Linked DNA regions of Oryctolagus cuniculus: all the other regions are linked to region 3. A link is a contact called in public Hi-C data. All regions are on one chromosome and are shown on one strand. The core of a region is the stretch at or near the end of the contact, and the rest is flanking DNA. Distances in the headings are between cores, read along the strand shown. Region 1 holds the start of ZNF608 (zinc finger protein 608). Region 2 overlaps LOC103347857 (a long non-coding RNA gene). Region 3 has its middle 160 kb from the start of CSNK1G3.

Region 1 (2,913 bases), core at 131-2,630, 950 kb after region 3:
GCCGTCGTGAGAGCGAAAATGGTGACAAGGTATCAAGAAAATACTGATCTGGTCTTTAAAAAAACACACACACACACACACACACACACAACCAGTCAGCTGCTGACGGTCTGTCCCCGCGCTCGCCCCCGCGCCGGGGCGGCCCGCACGTGCTGCGGGCTTCCCCCGCACCCACCCGAGCCCCGCACCCACCCGAGCCCCGCGTCCTGGGGTCTGCCCGGGGCGCGGGGAGCCCAGCAGATGTTTTGCAGAAACACCTTATAAACCTTTCCTCAACTTCGCTCCAATTTGTCGGCCGGGGCCGGGGGCTGCTCGGGGGCGTTTGAGGGGCTCCCCACCCCCACACTGCCACCCCACCGCCCTCGTAGGAAACAAAGAACCGTCTCGCGAGCTCCCGGGCCGAGCCCGGGAATAAACACACCGTTGTTACTATTTGTGGGTTTGTTTGGGTTGGGTGGGGCCTTTTTTTTTTTTTTCCTCTCTTCCTTTCTCAATGGTATTTGGAGGGCTTGCTTGCTTTTTTTTTTTTTTTTTAAGAGGTGGAAAAAACGGTCCTCATCACCATTGCACTGGGACACGGGTCTGAGATTAAATTATTGGACACTGGGACGTGGCAGGGGGACAGAGACCCGGCTGGGTCCCCTCCCCCTTCTCCGGGCTCGGCCTGGGGAGGGGGCTGCCCCAGCCGGGACAGCAGAGGGAGGGCGCAGGCGGGCGAGAGGACTGACCCTGTGGCCCGGGACCTGGAGCTGCGTGGCTTCCATCGTCCTGCGGGTTGCAGCCCCGCAAGGGCAGCTCGCTGCAAGTCCCCCCGAGCGCCCGGAGGAGCGGAACTGCGTGAGGTTCAACTCACGCTGCAGCCTCCGCTGGGTAACACGGCTCCCCGGCCCGGGCTGCTGCAGAGGCGCAAGCCGGACCCTGGGGCCAGCTCCGCCTTCCAAGCACTCCCCTGCCTCCAGTCCCCGCTAAGCGCCAGAGAGAGAGAAGAGACACACCACGCAACCGTACTTACGGTCTGTCTGGCACCGAGTTGACCTTTTCCTTCTAACTGCATTGAATGTGTGTGGTGGTGGTGGTGGTGGCGGCCGCTTTATTTTGGAAATTCTAATCTCTTCAACAAATTTATTAGGAAAGAAGATGGACCATCAGAGTGTCACAGACCGTCCTGTGTACTTTTTATAAAAAAAAATGTAAAGTTAAAAAAACAACAACAACAACGAAAAAAATCTTCCCCTCCCTCCCCCTGCCCCCAGTGCCTACACGCGCAACCGGCTTGGTGTGCAGCACCGAAATCTGGGCTGGAACTCAACGCACGCACACGCGGGGGAGCGCAGCAGAGCGAGCTCCCAGCCGCTGTACCTGAAAGGGACTTTTCTTTGTTCGCAGTGCCCTTTCGCATCGGGCCAATCAGAGAGCAGCTTTTATGAAACCGGGCCCTCCGATTGGCCGGCTGCTTTCTCGGGGCTACTGGAGGGGGCCGAGAGACACCCGCGTATAAAGCACACCCTGGGCGCGGGTGGGGTGCGCCGGGGGGGTGGGCTGTGCAGACAAAGCGCTTTCTTTTCCAACCAGATCGGGGGTGAGGAACCTCCCGCAGGAAGAGAAAAAAAAATGACTGCCTCATTCACAGAAAACACTTATTTATTAAAACACAGCTCCAACAGGCTGCGAGGCCAGGCTGCCGGTAAATGCAAGGGTGAGGGTGTGCAGGACGCAAAACGCGGTCGCTCGCGGGCAGCGGGAAGCCGAGGAGCGGCGAGCGCCCGGGGGCCGGCCCTTCCCGGCTCCGGGGGCTTGTAGCCCCGGCTCCCGACACGGATGCTGCGAGTCGCGGCTCGGGCCTCGCACCCTCCCCCACCGCAGGGTCCAGCCTGCAACTCCCCCCCCCCTTTTTTTTTTTAACTCGCTGATTAAATAAGAAAAATCGATTCGGGGGTAGAGGCGGTGGTTGGGGGAACCAGTAACCCTTTTGTTGCCAGGCTCCTGGTCCTCGAGCGCTGGCAACCATTGCAGCGCCACTCTGGGAAGAGATTTTCCCTGAACAAGGCTTTTCCACCTGGTCTTAGGCGGCTCCAAAAAAAAAAAGGCTGAAAGATAAAATAAAGCCCCAGCCAACCGAATTAACGCCAAAGGCCAGGATTATTTTTTTTTTAAATGAAAATCGATGGGTGGTAGAGAAATATTCTAGGCAGATTAACCCCTTAGACAAACCCAGGTGGCAATTTTTCAGTCGCCCTATCCTCGCCCCCAGATCTGTAACCCTATCTCGGGGTGGGGGTTAAGTCCTGGAAAGACCGGGACTGCAGCCCCTAGACAGGGAACTTCCTCTGGATTTATGGTGGGAGGAATGCCAGCAGCCGAGTTAATGGGACTGTGAGGTCACAGGATAAGAGAGGTTAATATGAAATAACAAGTTGAGCATTTTACTGTAATAGCTGTTCCAAGGGTACCTAAGCTAACGTGTTTATATATTTTAAACCTTTAGACCACATTTTAAATATTTCATTGCAATTTCCCATTCTTTTCTTCGGGAGATGGAATGTGGACATCTTAAAGCCAGAAAGTGCTGCGAATTTAATCAAAGGCATCAGGATCCCAGGTTTTGAAGGGGCGGGTACTGCTGGGACGGTAACTTCCACGGGACAGTGGAGGTGTCTACCTCACAGGGACACACAGAAGGCGTCAGTGCTGCCAGAAGAGGACCTGTGACTCCCGTGTTCAGCTGTGACTTTGTGGATGGTTATGTCTCGTATCTTAAGCAATGGCTACTGACTCACCTCTGAGCTTTCTATATATTTAGTCCATAAAAAAAATTGCCAATTAGCTGTTTCACTTCCTTACATGAACTAGATTTGACATCACAGGTTGTTACAAACAGCAGTCTCCAGCCTTTATTGGGGTATTTAAACCAGA
Region 2 (3,374 bases), core at 569-3,068, 720 kb after region 3:
AAGTGACAGAGACCCAAGTACTTGACCATCACCTGCTGCCTCCCAGCGTACACATTAGCAGGGAGCTGGATCAGAAGCATCGCAGCGAAGGCTGGAACCATGCATCCAGGCATAGCATGCAGGTGTCCCAAGAGGCACCTTAACCACGACTGCACCAAACACGGTTGTATCACATCTACAAGGAACACTGTTTGTATAAATAACGGAGAATTTGGCTCTGAATGTGTCACCAAAATTCATGAGTATAGAAGCCTGCCAGAGGATGGATATAATTTGGGGACAGTCCTGTAATGAAACTATGCTTTCTTGTGGACTTCTAAAAGCTCTAACTTACTGATTCATCAGTCATCTGAAGTTGTCCAGGGCTTCCAAGGACACGTGAAGGCTGAACTCAACCTCTTAGGTCTATCAAATCCAGCCCACCCGTCACCCACCGCTCACTGTATTGTACCCACAGTGGCTTCTTTCACTCCACAAACTCCCAGCTACTGGGCCTCGGAGCTTCTGCATTTTCTATTTTCTCTTCCAAAGCAAATCTCACCCCCAGATGTGCATGATCCTCTCCACTCCAGTCCCAGCTCAGCTGCACCCCTCAAAGCTCGACTTTCCTGATGCCTGTGTCTCAGTCACTGTCACCCCTTCTTCTCTGCCCTCTGATCCCACTCTTCTTATTCATAGCTTTCCTCAACATACAGCCTTACATTGCATCACAACTAACGCAGGGATAAGTTTCCTGAGAGCAGCAATGTTATTTACCCATGAGGCTCCAGGATAATGCCTGGGGCACAGTAGGCCTGCGTTACATTTCTGATGATTAATTCTGAAATATTTTCGTGTGAGTAGGATGATGCAGTATAGGTGGGCATCAATTAATCCTCAACAATATCAATTCCTGCGGCTGTTTTAACGTCTAAAGGAATATTAGAAATGTATTGGGATTGGTAGAGCTGATGATGTTTAACACATAGGATTGACCAGGAGGGATACGAAAGGACTCAGATCTCCGAAATAAACATCGGATAAATCAATTTCCCACAGCTCTGCTGGCCCAGAGGCCGGAATGCGCTTCTTCCCTCGCTACTCCTTAGAGGCCCCAGTGGCTTGTGACAAGGGAAGGTTGAAAGCACACCGGAAGAAGCTCCTGCCTGCTTCCGAGTAAGCCTTTCACATGCAAGAGGGGAGTGGATGTACCCAAGTGGGGTGGGCAGGAGAGGGCCGCTCTGCACTGCACACTAGGCCTGCGTGCTGACACGTGTCTGTAAGACCAGCAGAGCCTGCTCAGAGCCATGCCAGCTGATCACAAGGCCGCAGGGGCGGGAGTGCAGGCCTTGCTGGCTTCCAGCCTCTGTCGGCCAAGGCTACCCCTCAGAAACTGGCAGGCACCCGGGTTACAAGCGTCACAGAATCAAAGCCAGTCCCCCCTCAGCTGTAATGACACGCCACAGAGACATGTGGGAGAGAGCACAAGTGAATCGGTGACTACTCTGTTCTGTCTTCCAGGGTGAGTTACTGTGCGGATCCGACACTGAAGTCTTTGTTACCTGCCCGAAACAAGCCGGTGGGCTTGTTTTTGTTTTTGTTTTTGTTTTGTTTTTGGTAAGGGAAAGCACGCTGACCTCACTTTCCTTCCGCATCTTCACTGTTGCCCTGTTCTTTCTTCTGTGAAATAGGACTCGGACACATGTGTTGGCAGGACTCCTAATCGGCCTCCGCCTCCACTCACCTGCAGCTTCCCGTCGGCTCTGCCTGGCACAGCCTCCTCCTGTCTTGGCAGAGAAGGTGTTTCGGGTCTTCATGTGAGGAGGCAGTGACCGTCTGCCCAGCTCTAGCCTCACAAAAGCTGCAGGAGCACCTCCCTCAAGTTTTGCCGAATCTGCCTGTGTCGACGACCCAGCGACGCCAAGGGCCGTTTCTCAAAACAGATCTCCCGCAGGGGCGGGGAGGATGTGACAGGCCTCCCTCTCCTGATTTTTCCACGGACCAAGCAAGAAATTCTGTCTTCCCTATAGCACAACCTGGCTTTATTAGGATCTGTATTTTTCTTAGGAGCCTTGTGCTTTGTAACACAGTTGTTCATTGTCAAAGAACCACGTGACCGGGAAGAGGTCACAGGAGCGGTTCTGCAAGCAGGGAGGAACTCAGCCGTTACAGTTGATCGCGCTGCTCTGGGCGGGCCCTGCCAGGCACCCAGGTGGGGTACCTGGCTCTTCTCCCACAACAGCAGGCTCATTTCCAAAAGACTAAATCAAGTCAACGTTGTCACTCGGTCCCGTGGACCACAGCTCACTTATCTACCCGCCTGGCCATGCAACGGACTCCTACAGAAAGCAACTGTCACGGAGGATCTGCTTCTGCTCAGAAGGGACATCATGAGCCCTGAACCTGAGGTTGAACGAAGTCCATGAGCTGCAGGTACATCTGACCAGATGAGCAAAGCCAGATGAGAAAGAAGGGCTTTCTTAAGCAAAGAGCAACAGAGACAACGGCCAGGAGTCCCCTCCCGAATTTGTGTACAGAGGATGATTTCAAGTTCACCTGTTTGGCTGACTGCCACTCAGACCCCTAACACAATGAGACTGCGGGCCAGTGACCCCACCTACATTTACACAACAGGGAACTGGAATGACAACAAATCAAAACCTGTTCTCTCCCAGCAATAATTATTTCTTAGAATCAGGGCTGACCAACTACACAGCCTTAGTCATCAGCGTTATTACCAACACGCTGAGTCAATAAAGTATGTACGACGGCCAACACCTCATTTAAAAATTATACTTGCCTCAGAAAGTTATTTTTAAAATGACCTTCACTTAGATTTAGTGAGGTCATCCCATAATGTCCTCACTGAACAAGGCAAATGACATGTTTCTTTTAATATAGCTGATTTCCAGCACCCTAAGTGAATGGCCACAGAATTATTAGCCACCCTCCCTGCCCCCAACCACGTGCTGTTATTTCTCACCATCAAGACAGATTCAAGGGGCCGGCACTGTGGAGCAGTAGGTAAAGCCACTGTTTTCAACACCAGCATCCCACATGGGCACTGGCTGCAGTCCTGGCTGCTCCACTTCTGATCCAGCTCTCTGCTGTGGCCTGGGAAAGCAGTGGAAGACGGCCCAAGTGCTGAGCTCACGTGGGAGACTTGGAAGAAGCTCCTGGCTTTGGACCCACCTCGTTCTGGCCAGTACAGCCATTTGGTGAGTGCACCAGCAAGATGGAAGATCTTTCTCTCTCTCTCTCTAACTCTGCCTTTCAAATAAATACATAAATCTTTAAAAAGAAAAAAAAAAAGGTGATCCAAGCATTAATTATTGATTGCCTCTGTTCAACCCAGGGAAGGATTTCTTTAGTACGGTGACTAAAGTTCTAGATTG
Region 3 (3,116 bases), core at 36-2,535:
CAAACTATGAATAAGATTGATTCCAGGTTTTAAAGATGTCTGTAACGGAGTTGACAACTTTATTGTTCTTGAAGACAACTCTCTATGTGACCACTTGATGGCAGCATTTACTTCAGCCTAATATTGAACCTCAATTTTTTTTTTTTTTTTTCCCTCTCTAGGTTGTTCAGCCTCGTTTAACATCAGTGGTGGAAAAGATTGATAGCAATGCAAATGTATTTATAACCACGAGAGATAGTCACCTTCCACCCCAATTAGCCTTTGCATTGATTTACCGAGGAAAAACATCTATTACTGAAAAACTCTTACAGATTAGTGTTGCATTATTTGGTTACAGTTAAAATATCTGCAGGAAAAGTGATCTGACAGATCTCACTTTAACCAAAAACGTTCTCTCCCAATAATTAAGCAAAATAAAAAGATGTAGCATCGGGAATGCAGCTCTGGTTCAGAATACCGTATGACATTTCCCCCTTCACTCTTTATACTTATTTGAATATTTTTTAATAATGAGCTTGTGTCACATTTTAGATCTTTAAAAAGATTTATTCATGAGCTGTTGCTTGGATAAAGCCATTGATCTACCAAAAAAAAAAAAAATCCCATTTCTCAATTTCTTTGTGAGAATATAATTATGGTTTGAACTTGTCTTTTTTTTTTTTTCCTCTCTATGAAAAAGCTTCCTGCCTCTGGAAATACATTTTTGCATCCCCAAAAGGATGGGGCTGCAGCTGAGTGTTTCCTGCAGAGGAAAACCTACCAGTAACGATTCTATAAACATCCTGGCAACCACTTTCTAAGGGAGGGGGAACTAGGAGAACTCCCGTTGGAGATTTACATGGAGCACAAATTGGTAGAGATTTATAAGGCAGTAACGATTTAGTGCTTTCGGCTTGGAAGAAGGGAATAGGTTTTTTATTTGTTTTTCAGCCGCCCCCTCCTCTCCCTTGGCTCCTCATTTCTCTTAAAAAATAATGGCGTTTGGAAAAGTTTGGTGGCTTTTTGTTTTCTGAGCTGTTACTGGGGAAGATTCCCCATATTATAATTCATTGCCGCTGGAATTTATATGTCAGAGCAAGGTTAAGGTCCTCAGCAGTAGTGTTGTAAAGCAGACTCGGCCGAGGCCACCAGGGCTGCCTACACGGCCAGCAAGCAGCAGAGGAAGTCTGGGGCTGTGTGTATAAATATCTCGGTGAGTGTATATAAATATTCTGGGGCTGCGATGCAGGCTCTGTGTTTTCACAGGCTCAGCTCTGTCTTCCGGAGCCCCGTGCCTGTTTACGTACACACAATTGTACATGTGAGCTTGGGCGTTCTGGGTCTCTGTGCAGAGACTTATGTTCCATATTCATCCTGAGCGCTTCTCACGCTAGCGTAAAACAGTGCTTTTATAACAGAAGTAATCCGCGGTTATGGAAACCTGAGAAAATATGTGCAAGTGAAAATAAAGCATGCCATATCGCGCTGTGAGCTGAGCTTACGGTCTTCTGGTTTTTATGTACACACACGTATATCTAAACAAATATATATTATACAAATTGGATCACAGATTAGCCTTGTGTCGCTTTTCCCATCCCGGCTGAATGCTGCACAGCTCACTTCTGTTCCTTATCTCTTTTAACACAGTGCGCAGTTCTCATTTCTCTAGTTCTCATTATGAGGACTGCTCCCTGGCTTGGATCCCTGGAAAAGAAACCTTGAAGTGATCGCACTGTAGATGATCCCCGGGTCTGATTGTGTACATGCGGGGATTCGCAAAGCCAGCCGCACTCCAGATGGCCTGATGACAACAGGGGATACTTTCACAATTGTATAGGAAGTTTAAGTCTTGATTTGACAGGCATAATTGCTGATATGTTCAGTCTCAGATGGAATCAATGTGGAAAAGAAAAGGAAAATAATAGCTCTGACAGCTTTCCCAAGCTGCAGTGTTGGCTGTCTGTGAAGCCCTGGTAAAATCCAGCCAGCAGTTTGGGAAGAAAAAGCTTAAGTGAGCACAGGAGAGAGGGGCTGCTTGTCTGTTGTGGAGTGCTTTGTTTTCAGTTTGCCCAGTGCTCTGAAATACCGAGTGCCACAGAGCTGCGCTGTCCCCATCACCGATGGAAGGCATACTTGAGCTGGTTACCCACAGTTGCCTACGGCAAGTCAGAATAGCCCCAACAGCCCTCTCACCAGTCACTCCCTGCTGTGCTTTGTTCCTGAACACGCATAGCCTGCCATGGACTTGAGGTTTCCACTCAGAGCCTGGCCACTGGAACTGGAGTTGGTGTCGATGTGCTTGGTCTCCCAGCGTGTGGTGGTCTGAATACAGGTACCCAGTCTGCTTCCAGTGAGGACTCTGCCTTGATCCTCAGCTGTGTTGGATCTCAGAAAAGAGAAGGGAGAAATGTGCAGGTGGTTTATGTGGAGGGTGGAAGTAGAGAAAATATTGAAGTGACTGAGGGGCCGGCCATCACATGTTGGGACTCTCCCAAAATTCTGAAGCGATCGTATGATTTGGCAAGTTTGTTCAATGGGAAGGGTATGCTCTGTAGGATAAGGACAGTTTCTGGTTTGGAGCAGTTGACTACTGGGTCTGATTTATTAATTTATTTTCTATATTTTATTGAAATACAATATACACACAAAGAAATGCACATTAAGCATATAGATAAATGTGTTTCTTTGTCCTCTGATCACATTCATAACCAACACACAAAAATAAAACATTACAGAAGACTGTATTATCTGCTACATGGTATATTCAGTGAAGCAACATTTATAAGTCTTTACCAAATGATATGATATCCACACAATTTTTATACTCTATTAAGATAAATAATAGAAACTGTGATATTTGTCGTTATGGGTCTGGCTTATTTCACTTAGCACAGTTGTATCCATTTTGTTGGAAATGTCAGGATTTCTTTCTTTCTTTTTTTCTTTTTTTTTTTTTTTGACAGGCAGAGTGGACAGTGAGAGAGAGACAGAGAGAAAGGTCTTCCTTTTCCATTGGTTCACCCCCCATTGGTGGCCGCAGCCCGTGCACCGCACTGATCCGAAGCTAGGAGCCAGGTGTTTTTCCTGGTCTCCCACATGGTTGCAGAGCCCAAGCACTTGGGCCATCCTCTACTGCA

What was found. Hi-C and Micro-C count contacts between places; a contact is called where the count stands out from the background.
Region 1: a contact with region 3 is called in a Hi-C map of skin fibroblasts, with 6 times the contacts expected there. The contact joins the promoter of ZNF608 here to the enhancer-like site in region 3. A contact is called at or near these places in 2 of 6 Hi-C or Micro-C datasets (skin fibroblasts and an unstated tissue).
Region 2: a Hi-C map of an unstated tissue shows a contact between it and region 3, with 3 times the contacts expected there. The contact joins two enhancer-like sites. A contact is called at or near these places in 2 of 6 Hi-C or Micro-C datasets (skin fibroblasts and an unstated tissue).

The regions. Positions count from the first base shown.
Region 1 is chr6:14,274,513-14,277,425 of mOryCun1.1, forward strand. It overlaps ZNF608 (zinc finger protein 608), which reads right to left and starts at 1,381. Exons shown (of 10, transcript XM_070076059.1): 1 at 1,261-1,381; 2 at 1,013-1,172. The coding sequence starts at 1,054.
Region 2 is chr6:14,043,018-14,046,391 of mOryCun1.1, forward strand. All of the region lies in intron 2 of LOC103347857 (a long non-coding RNA gene), which reads right to left. Among named protein-coding and RNA genes, the nearest start is that of ZNF608, 230 kb to the right of the region's middle. Within about 2 kb of position 1,819, at least 2 of the 8 cell types and tissues checked have an H3K27ac peak or open chromatin away from gene starts, as enhancers often do.
Region 3 is chr6:13,324,031-13,327,146 of mOryCun1.1, forward strand. No RefSeq gene overlaps it. Among named protein-coding and RNA genes, the nearest start is that of CSNK1G3, 160 kb to the left of the region's middle. Within about 2 kb of position 1,286, at least 2 of the 8 cell types and tissues checked have an H3K27ac peak or open chromatin away from gene starts, as enhancers often do.